Regions from separate parts of the Rattus norvegicus genome. Here region 1 is linked to region 2. The links are chromatin contacts, called in public Hi-C maps. All regions are on one chromosome and are shown on one strand. The core of a region is the stretch at or near the end of the contact, and the rest is flanking DNA. Distances in the headings are between cores, read along the strand shown.

Region 1 (4,412 bases), core at 243-2,742, 67 kb before region 2:
ACTCCAGATGAAAATGGGAGTGGTCAGATTCCCCACACCAGGGAGACTCTAGGACTATCATGTCCACACTGATGGAGCACCCAGCAGGAACCTAGCCTTCTCTCTGCTTGCTTGGTTGTGCAGCACTGCTCCAGGGTCCTGCCAAAAATACCAGGGAGGTCTACCTCTGTCTAGGGACTGTGGCCAGTCTTGCCCTCAGTGACCTCCAGCCATCACCCATGCTCTGTCACTCTTACTGTCGTGCTACGGATTCCTGAGCCTCACAATTCCTGAGTCTCACGGTATCAAGACCAAAAGGGCCCACAAGTTAGAACTCTCGGAGCCAGAAAATGTCTTGGCAAATTTAATAGAAACACAGGTCCTGGTTGTACCACACGACACTCTGTATTTCATATCAATGTAATTAGGAAGTTCAACAACAGACCAAAGCAGTGAGCTCCACCTGTTAGTTATCACTTAAACAAAACTTGGAGAGTGTAGTTTCTAATGTTTCAAAATATTCCTCCCCTAACATCTTTCCAAAATACTTGGCTTTCACATTACCAGAATCTATTTTCCCTATGCAAATGTCTCCAACTAGCTGAAGTAGAACTTGTGAAAGTACTTAATTTATAAGTATAGTCCTGTCCATACAAAACAAGTAGCCTTCTGAGGATCATAGTGAAATAAAACTTCCATAGTAATTTAACTTTTCCACCAAGCATTATTCTACTCACAAGGACACGTTATATCAAAGACAGACAGAAAAGAATAACTTAAGATGTCTATCAAAAAGTTGGGTATGGTGGTTCCCACCTGTGATCCCAGCACTGGGCAGCTGAGGCAAAGGGATTGGGTCTCTGTAGATCTGAAACAAGCCTGGTCTACAGATTTCCAGGCCAGCCAGGGCAAACACTGAGCGACCCCGGTTTTCAAACAAACAAAACAAAACAAAACAAAAACTTAAAGGGCTTCCTGTTAGGCATCTGCCCTTCAACTTTCACAAAGTTTGCTGCCGAGAAGACTCCAGCCGACTTTTCTAATGAAGCCAGACCGCCGGGTCACGGGAGCGCACAAGGCAGCGGGAGGTGGGACGCGAGCGCCCCGGGTCCTGAGCTCCCACACCGCCGACGGACGGCCGTCCCGAGGGACTCCGCGTCCGACGCCTACTCCCACCCTGGCGACGCCCAGCTCACGCGTCCAGGGAAGGCGGCCGGGACCCGGCGCGGAGTTCCGAGCTCCGCCGAGCTCCGGACCGCCCGGACGGCCGCCCTCCCTCCCCGTAGCCCCGCGGCCCGGGCGCTGCCTGTCAGCCCCGACGGACCGGGAGAGCGGACGCCCGCGCCTTCCCTCGGCTGGCCGCCCGGGGTCGCCAGAGCGCACGAGACCCACGCCGTCCCCCTTCCCGGGTGATCCTCACCCTCCACCGGCGTCTGCCGAGTCCACCTCCTCCTCCGCCGCCATCGCTTTCATCACTGCCGCCGCGCAAGCGCAGGAAGGCACCTCGAAGCCGGCTGACAGGCCGACTGGGCGGCCCCCGGCCGCGGCCGCCCTTAAGACCGCGCCGCCCGCGCATGCGTCGGCCGCGCGCCGGGACGATCCGAGGGCGCGGCCGCGCCACGGCAGGCTCGGCGTCCCTGCAGCCGGGCCTCACAGATACGCATGCGCTGCCCGCCTGTCGCCTGTCGCGCGGAGGCGGGGGCACTGGTTAGGAAGGTCAGCCCGACGCCGCGGGAGCCTAGGTAGTCATCCATCAGAATAATGACCATTAATGCGTCATTCCGCCGGGCCGGACTGCCCTGGACGGCGCTCTAGGCAAGCCATCCACAGCCTGAAGTGAGATGCCAGCCAGAGACAGCCTGAGTCCGAGACACAAGGCAGAGGTGCGCATCCTCAGCGTGGTGGTGGCCCCTCCAGCCCTTCCTTTCAGGAGGTGGCCACTGGGAGAGGGCGGCTCACTGGACCCTACAGTCCAACCGCAGTCTGAGTGGACACTGCTCTGACCCTAACCTGCACTCCCCGCTGCCAGACTCTAGACATGAGAAGTCTGAGAGCATATGTGTAGGTACTAGAATTACACACACACACACACACACACACCATTACCACCCACCATGATCGCGGGAGGGGTGCGGGGGGAGAAGCTTCCTAGAATCCATTCTGAAATGATAGAGGTCTGAGGGCTCATAAAATATTCTCAAATAAATATTCTCGTGAGCTGGACGTGATGGTACATGCCCTTCACAACAACACTTGGGAGTTGGAGGCGAGCACATTTCTGTGAGTTGGACCAACCTGATCTACATAGAGAGTTCCAGGCCAGCCAGAGCTACACAGTGAGACCCTGTCTTTAAAATAAATAAATGTAAAGGGGACGGGGCTCGAGGGATGGCTCCGTGGTTGAGGGAGCATACTGTCCTTATAGAGGAGAATGGAGTCTATTTCCAGCATCCTTGTGCAGCCCCCACAACTGCTTGTAACACCAGTTCCAGAGGAGCAACACCCTCTTCACCTCGGAGCACCTTAATGTATATGCACATACAGACAAGCAGGCACACACATAAACATAATTCTAAAAAAACAAATCTTTTTAAAACCATAAACCACCACCACCACCCCACATGGGATTATTTTAATTCTTTTCTGGCTCAGGGACGTTGGCGAGTGAGTGAAAGTGACAGAGAGGGAAGCTCAGCACAGGAAAATAGAAGCCGGCAGCTAGCAAGGCTAGTGTTTAAGTCCAAGGCTGTGTTTTAAAAATAGAATTTGGAACCATGACACTCACTGTGATTAAACAATATAGGCATCCTAGTGTTGCATAAGGGATGTTTCCCTTGGCTGGGGGCAGGTCCCTCGGGTCAGGAGAAAGTGGTATGAGGTAGCCTAGCTCTTTGTGCTCCTGATGAGCTGCTCAAAGCTAGGGCTGTGTAGCTCAGTGGGCCCTCTATGCATCAGTTCCTAGGTCCAATTCTCATTACCTCCCTTATCCCCGTGCCCCAAAAAGTGAACTTCTGAGAATATGTAATAGGTTCCTTAGTTCAGCCACACCTGGGTGCTACTGATGCCTGGGGCTGCTCAGGAGCCTGATGTACGCTGACTGAGTTTTCAAATCATTCTTTTTTAAAGATTTATTTATTTCATATATGAGTACACTGTAACTATCTTCAGACACACCAGAGAGGGCGTTGGATCCCATTACAGATGGCTGTGAGCCACCATGTGGTTGCTGGGAATTGAACTCAGGACCTTGGGAAGATCAGTCAGTGCTCTTAACCGCTGAGCCATCACTCGAGCCCCCAAATCATTCTAATGAGGCCACAAATGTGTGGCGCGCCCCTTTCACAGAGATCTAACAAAGGGCAGGTGTGCGGATATGGGTTTGAACAGAAACACTCCCGCTACCCTCTGGATTTTTTTTGGGGGGGGGAGGCAAATGGATGATGTAAATATCAACGTTTTTATTCCCTTCATTACTTTAATTTAAAATTACCTTTCTCCAATCATCAGCTTCTACCTACTTGTGAGGATGTATTCACTCCCACATACTTACCCACAGTTAGCATACCCTTACTCTGTAACCGCAGTGTGTTGAGGCTGGGATGACAGGACTCTGGCCTTCATGAAGCCCATGCTACCCTTTATTTAAGACCCCATCATCTTTCTCCATCTTAGACCACGTTAGCCGCTGTAGAGGAACACCTCGACGAGTCATTTACAACAGACAGGTTTGTCTCTCGTGGTGCTGGGGGCTGTGAGGACTGCCATGCTTCTGTGGTATACAACGAGGGCCTTTGCTGTTCATCTCATGGCAAATACAGCAAGAAAGGGGCCCAATAAGAAACCTACTCCCCCAAAACTGACTCCCAAGATGAAGGCATTAATTGATGCATGAAAGGAGCATCACTGTGGCCCAAATTCTGCCCTTAGGGCTCGCCTTTCAATACCACTACATGGGTTGAGCTTCCAGTATGAGAACGCTGGGGACATATTTAAACTTCTGGCTTTCCTCCCTCACTGCAATCTTTTTTTCCCATCTCTGAGACCCACTCCCTGTAGTTCTCAATTTTTTTTTAAGATTTATGTATGTGAGTACACTGTAGCCGTCTTCAGACACACCAGAAGAAGGTGTCAGATCTCATTACAGATGGTTGTGAACCACCATGTGGTTGCTGGGAATTGAACTCAGGGCCTCTGGAAGAGCAGCCAGTGCTCTCAACCTCTGAGCCATCTCTCCAGCCCAGTTCTCGGACTTTCTCCAGTGGTGGCAGCTTCGTAGAAATCATCATACTGACTTTATGAGCGTGTGTTTGGGTTCGGGGTGCCCATGCTGTGGTTAGTGTGTAGCAGTCAGAGAACGCTGTGCTGGAATTGGTCCTCAGGTGCCAGACTTGGCAGCAGTCACCTTTCCCCACTGAGCCATCTTGCTGGCCCAT
Region 2 (4,115 bases), core at 387-2,886:
GTAACGGTACCTTGAGGCGGGCGATGGCTCCAGAGTGGAAGTGCACCAGTGTAAACAGCAGCAAGGCCTAAGCTCTGGTCTCCGCCTCCCAGGTCTGGGTCCCTGCATCTGGGTTTCTGTTCTTTTCACACACTCTCTCTTCCCAACATAGAGTTTCAGTATGTAGACCAAGTTGGCCTCTGCCTCACAAGATCTGGGATTACAAGTGTGTGTCACCACACCCGGCCTGGTTTCAGTCTCCAGGCAGGAGGGCAGTGCTTCAAGAACCACTGACATTTCCTAGTTGCCACCCTATGTGCTTCGAAGCCTGTGTGCTCAAAGCAAGGTTCAGATGGAGGCTGCCCACTGTGTGCTGTTGAGCGCCTGCAGGCTCTCGGGGCCAGGTGGAGGCTGCCCCGTGCGTGTGCCCTTTGTGTGCCTTTGGGATCTTTGGATAGGGCAGTTTCTCACTGGCATTTGGACACTAGGCCTTTCACCTTTCGTCTGCGTGTGATAAAACTGTGTCAGGTGCTGGGTCTCTGCCTACCCGCTCCTTGGTCTCTGTTTCTGAACCCATGTGACTCTGTCTCCCAATCTGTCTGTGGGATGCAGATTTGCCTTGGTTTGATGGCATTTTTCCAAAATTTAATCTTTTTTGACCTTTTGTTTTAAATATTGCAGTACTTTCTTAGGATAAATTATCTTGACTTTTTTTTTTTTTTAGGAACCTTCTCCCCATACACACCCTCAAAGTGAGCTGCAACAGTTGTCCTTGTGTCTTGCAAACTGTATTCTAGGTGTCTAGATCAATGGGGGCTTTTACTTTTATTATGGTATTAACACACCATGCTCAGGTGGTGGTGGCACACACCTTTAATCCCAGCACAGGAGCCAGAGGCAGAGGCAGAGGCAGGAGGATCTCTGTGAGTTCGAGTCCTGCCTGGTCTACAGAATGAGTTCAAGGACAGCCAAAGCTACACACAGAGAAGCCCTGTCTTGAAAGACAAGCAGTTTTTGTGTACACCATAAGGCAAGAAGACACTCCCTGGGGCAGTTTGCACATTTCGTCTTTGTTCTCCCTGGAGGAGGATCACAGCAGAAGGGAGACATAACTTCCAGCGTCTGAGTTTGAAGACTGGTTGAGGTCTTGTTGGACCTCCTTTCTGTCCCAGGCTGCAATCTCCCCAGCATTTCTCTCCTGAGAGGCATCGGTCCGGAGAGCACTTTGTCAAACAATGGGGACTGCACATAGATGCCTAACTGTTGTTGCAGGATGCTCTGCTCATCTGGCTTCTGAGTTAACTCCAGTGTGTTCCTTTCCTAGGCCACTTGTCCCACCGTGAGTCTGTCTTTATATCGATGGATATCTAATACATTTCCTCCATTGCTTCAGTCACAGAGAAAGTAGGAATGGCCTGGGGTGGCTGTCAGATCACAGGTGTGTGAGTCTTTGGGGACGGACACACCAAGCTGCTTCCTATGCTTGTTGTCTCCACGTCACACACTGTCTTTGCCCGAGGCCATCCTTATTAGGGTTAGAAAAGCACCCACTCTGCTGCTGGCTTAGACTGGATGTTTAAGAGCTTGTCAGACTCCACAGTGCCTGGCAGGTTGTGAGGCTCAGGCTCTGTGTCATCAGCGTGTGGACAATGGTGTTCTAGTGTGAGCCTGTTCTCGCCCCCTGCTGGTGGACTCTACCTATCTTACAACTCCTGATGAATACCACTTACTGCTTTTTTAAATGATAGGAATGTTTTATTTATTTTTATTGTGTTTCTGATGTTTATTTCTGTTCATCTTACAACTTAATTTTGCCATTTACTTTTAAAAATCGTTTGTATTTTTTTTTCTTGATCAGTCATAATCCTAGAGATTGTTAACTATGGGAATTCCGTCATGTGTCTGGCACTGTGCTGTCTGTAAGGTGTGCTGTGCACGTGCTTGCTCTCTGCCCTGTAGTTTTATTTTTAGCTGCATGAAGATTTTGGCAGGACTCCAGTGCAGCGCGTCTTTCACAGTTACGATCACTGTTTGTTCACTGCTTAGTGTTGGATAAGGTTGAACTCACTCCAGGCGCCTGCTTCTGTTTACCCTTTGCTTTTGGCACTGCTGAGGGTCATTGTAGCTGCATCCGGTGTTAGAATTTGTTTTACATGCAGCCCAATCTGCAGACTTTTTTCCCCTGTTGATGCCGTTCAGTTCTGTGACTCTGGTGGCCAAGGCCTGGGCTCCACACACACTAGGCACTCCTGTCCCACCCACTGTAATTTGGATGTGCGCTGTTTAGTCTGCCCTACTCTGAATTGGGCAGTGTGGGTTGGTGTTATACTTCATGTTGAAATTGCCTTTTTCTGTGCTTCAGACAGAACTTTTACCTCATGATATGTCTTATTCCTTTCCTCTTTTCAATGAAAAAGGCTAGGCAATGCCTACTTTAAAAATTTATTCAATCAAGTTTGACATGACATTAAAATACATCCAATAGTTTAATACAACATTTTCTTAATTTATTTGACTACCTGTTTGTATTTTTTTTTTTTTTTGGTTCTTTTTTTCGGAGCTGGGGACCGAACCCAGGGCCTTGCGCTTCCTAGGTAAGCGCTCTACCACTGAGCTAAATCCCCAGCCCCTGTTTGTATTTTTTTTAATTAATTTTTAGTTGTACAGAAAATAGATGTTGTGATATTTTCATATGTGTATATTTCTGACTTCATGTTCCCTCCTCCATGACCTTCCGTTACCCCCTCCTCCTGGCCACTCCTCAACTGAAAACCTCTACCTTCTGCTTTCACATTAAATTTAGATTTGCATATGAGAAAAATATGAGGTATTTTGTCATTGTCCCCTGCCCCCTCCCATGACTTTGCTGTCCTCTCTCCATGTTAACCTCTCCCTACCCAATGCTTAGAGGATCTGAGGGCCATACTCTTGGAGGCTTTACCAAAGTGGCTACTACACATGATATGTTTCTCTGCAGTCCTCTGTAGACTGGATCATGCAGCCGACCTCAGTACTACCTTGGAGGCACAGGTGTAGTGCTGTGGGAACAAGTCCTGTGTGGAAATAGCTCTCCTTGTAGGGAGCAAGCTCTTAGTGCTTGGCCAACTTAGCTGTGCCCACCCATTTGGGAACCTCCAGTTCCCTGGACTTTTGGATGAAGGCTGCCCAACTCTGACAAACCCTACTGTTTTACATCATGCAACCTAAGCGCTGCCAACCACAGGAAAGACTAGACTGGTTTTTGTCAGTTCTTTTCTTGGGCATCATCCAGTCGCCATATAAGAATGATTTGCTGTTACTTGAGGAAACATTTTCACAACTGCCTTTGATGACTTGGTGGTATTGACTGTGTTCCATAGTTGTAGTGATGTGTGTGTGTGTGTGTGTGTGTGTGTGTGTGTGTGTGTGTGTGTGTGTTGGGGGCTCTTCTGCACCCTCTGGATCATTGACTGTCCTAGTGGATTGTGTATGTGTGGGCTTTTATGTACCCGCTGCAACATCGACAGTCCTAGGCTTATATACAAATTTTCCCACCTGCATTTCTGTCTTTCCCTCTTTGTAACTTTGTTGATTTGGAATTTGTAGTTATTTCATGCTTTCTCGCATTGCTGTTCTTTCTGTTCTCTCAGCTCCTGTTAGCATTTTCATTTTGGAGAAGTGTTTGCTGGGATCTCTTCACTATGTCAGCTTTTCCTTGCATAATGCTCATAGCATTGAGACTTCCTGACACTGAGACTTCCTGACACCGTGACTTCCTGACACCGTGACTTCCTGACACTGTGACTTCCTGACACTGTGACTTCCTGACACTGTGACTTCCTGACACTGAGACTTCCTGAGACTGAGACAGTGACTCCTGACACAGTGACTTCCTGACACTGTGACTTCCTGACACTGAGACTTCCTGAGACTGAGACAGTGACTCCTGACACAGTGACTTCCTGACACTGTGACTTCCTGACACTGTGACTTCCTGAGACTGAGACAGTGACTTCCTGACACTGTGACTTCCTGACAGTGTGACTTCCTGACACTGTGACTTCCTGACACCGTGACTTCCTGAGACTGAGACAGTGACTTCCTGACACTGTGACTTCCTGACACTGTGACTTCCTGACACTGTGACTTCCTGACAC

What was found. A called contact is a pair of places that touch in the nucleus more often than the background predicts.
Region 1: a contact with region 2 is called in a Hi-C map of liver, with 2.6 times the contacts expected there. The contact joins the promoter of Abhd5 here to the enhancer-like site in region 2. A contact is called at or near these places in 2 of 12 Hi-C or Micro-C datasets (the A7r5 cell line and liver).

The regions. Positions count from the first base shown.
Region 1 is chr8:130,874,952-130,879,363 of GRCr8, reverse strand. Abhd5 (abhydrolase domain containing 5, lysophosphatidic acid acyltransferase) reads right to left here and starts at 1,492. Exons shown (of 7, transcript NM_212524.1): 1 at 1,400-1,492. The coding sequence starts at 1,452. LOC102552874 (a long non-coding RNA gene) reads left to right here and starts at 1,729. Exons shown (of 4, transcript XR_005488606.2): 1 at 1,729-1,862.
Region 2 is chr8:130,807,937-130,812,051 of GRCr8, reverse strand. The region is part of intron 3 of Ano10 (anoctamin 10); the gene reads left to right. Among named protein-coding and RNA genes, the nearest start is that of Ano10, 28 kb to the left of the region's middle. Within about 2 kb of position 1,636, at least 19 of the 93 cell types and tissues checked have an H3K27ac peak or open chromatin away from gene starts, as enhancers often do. A contact at or near this core is called in liver, where this site is marked.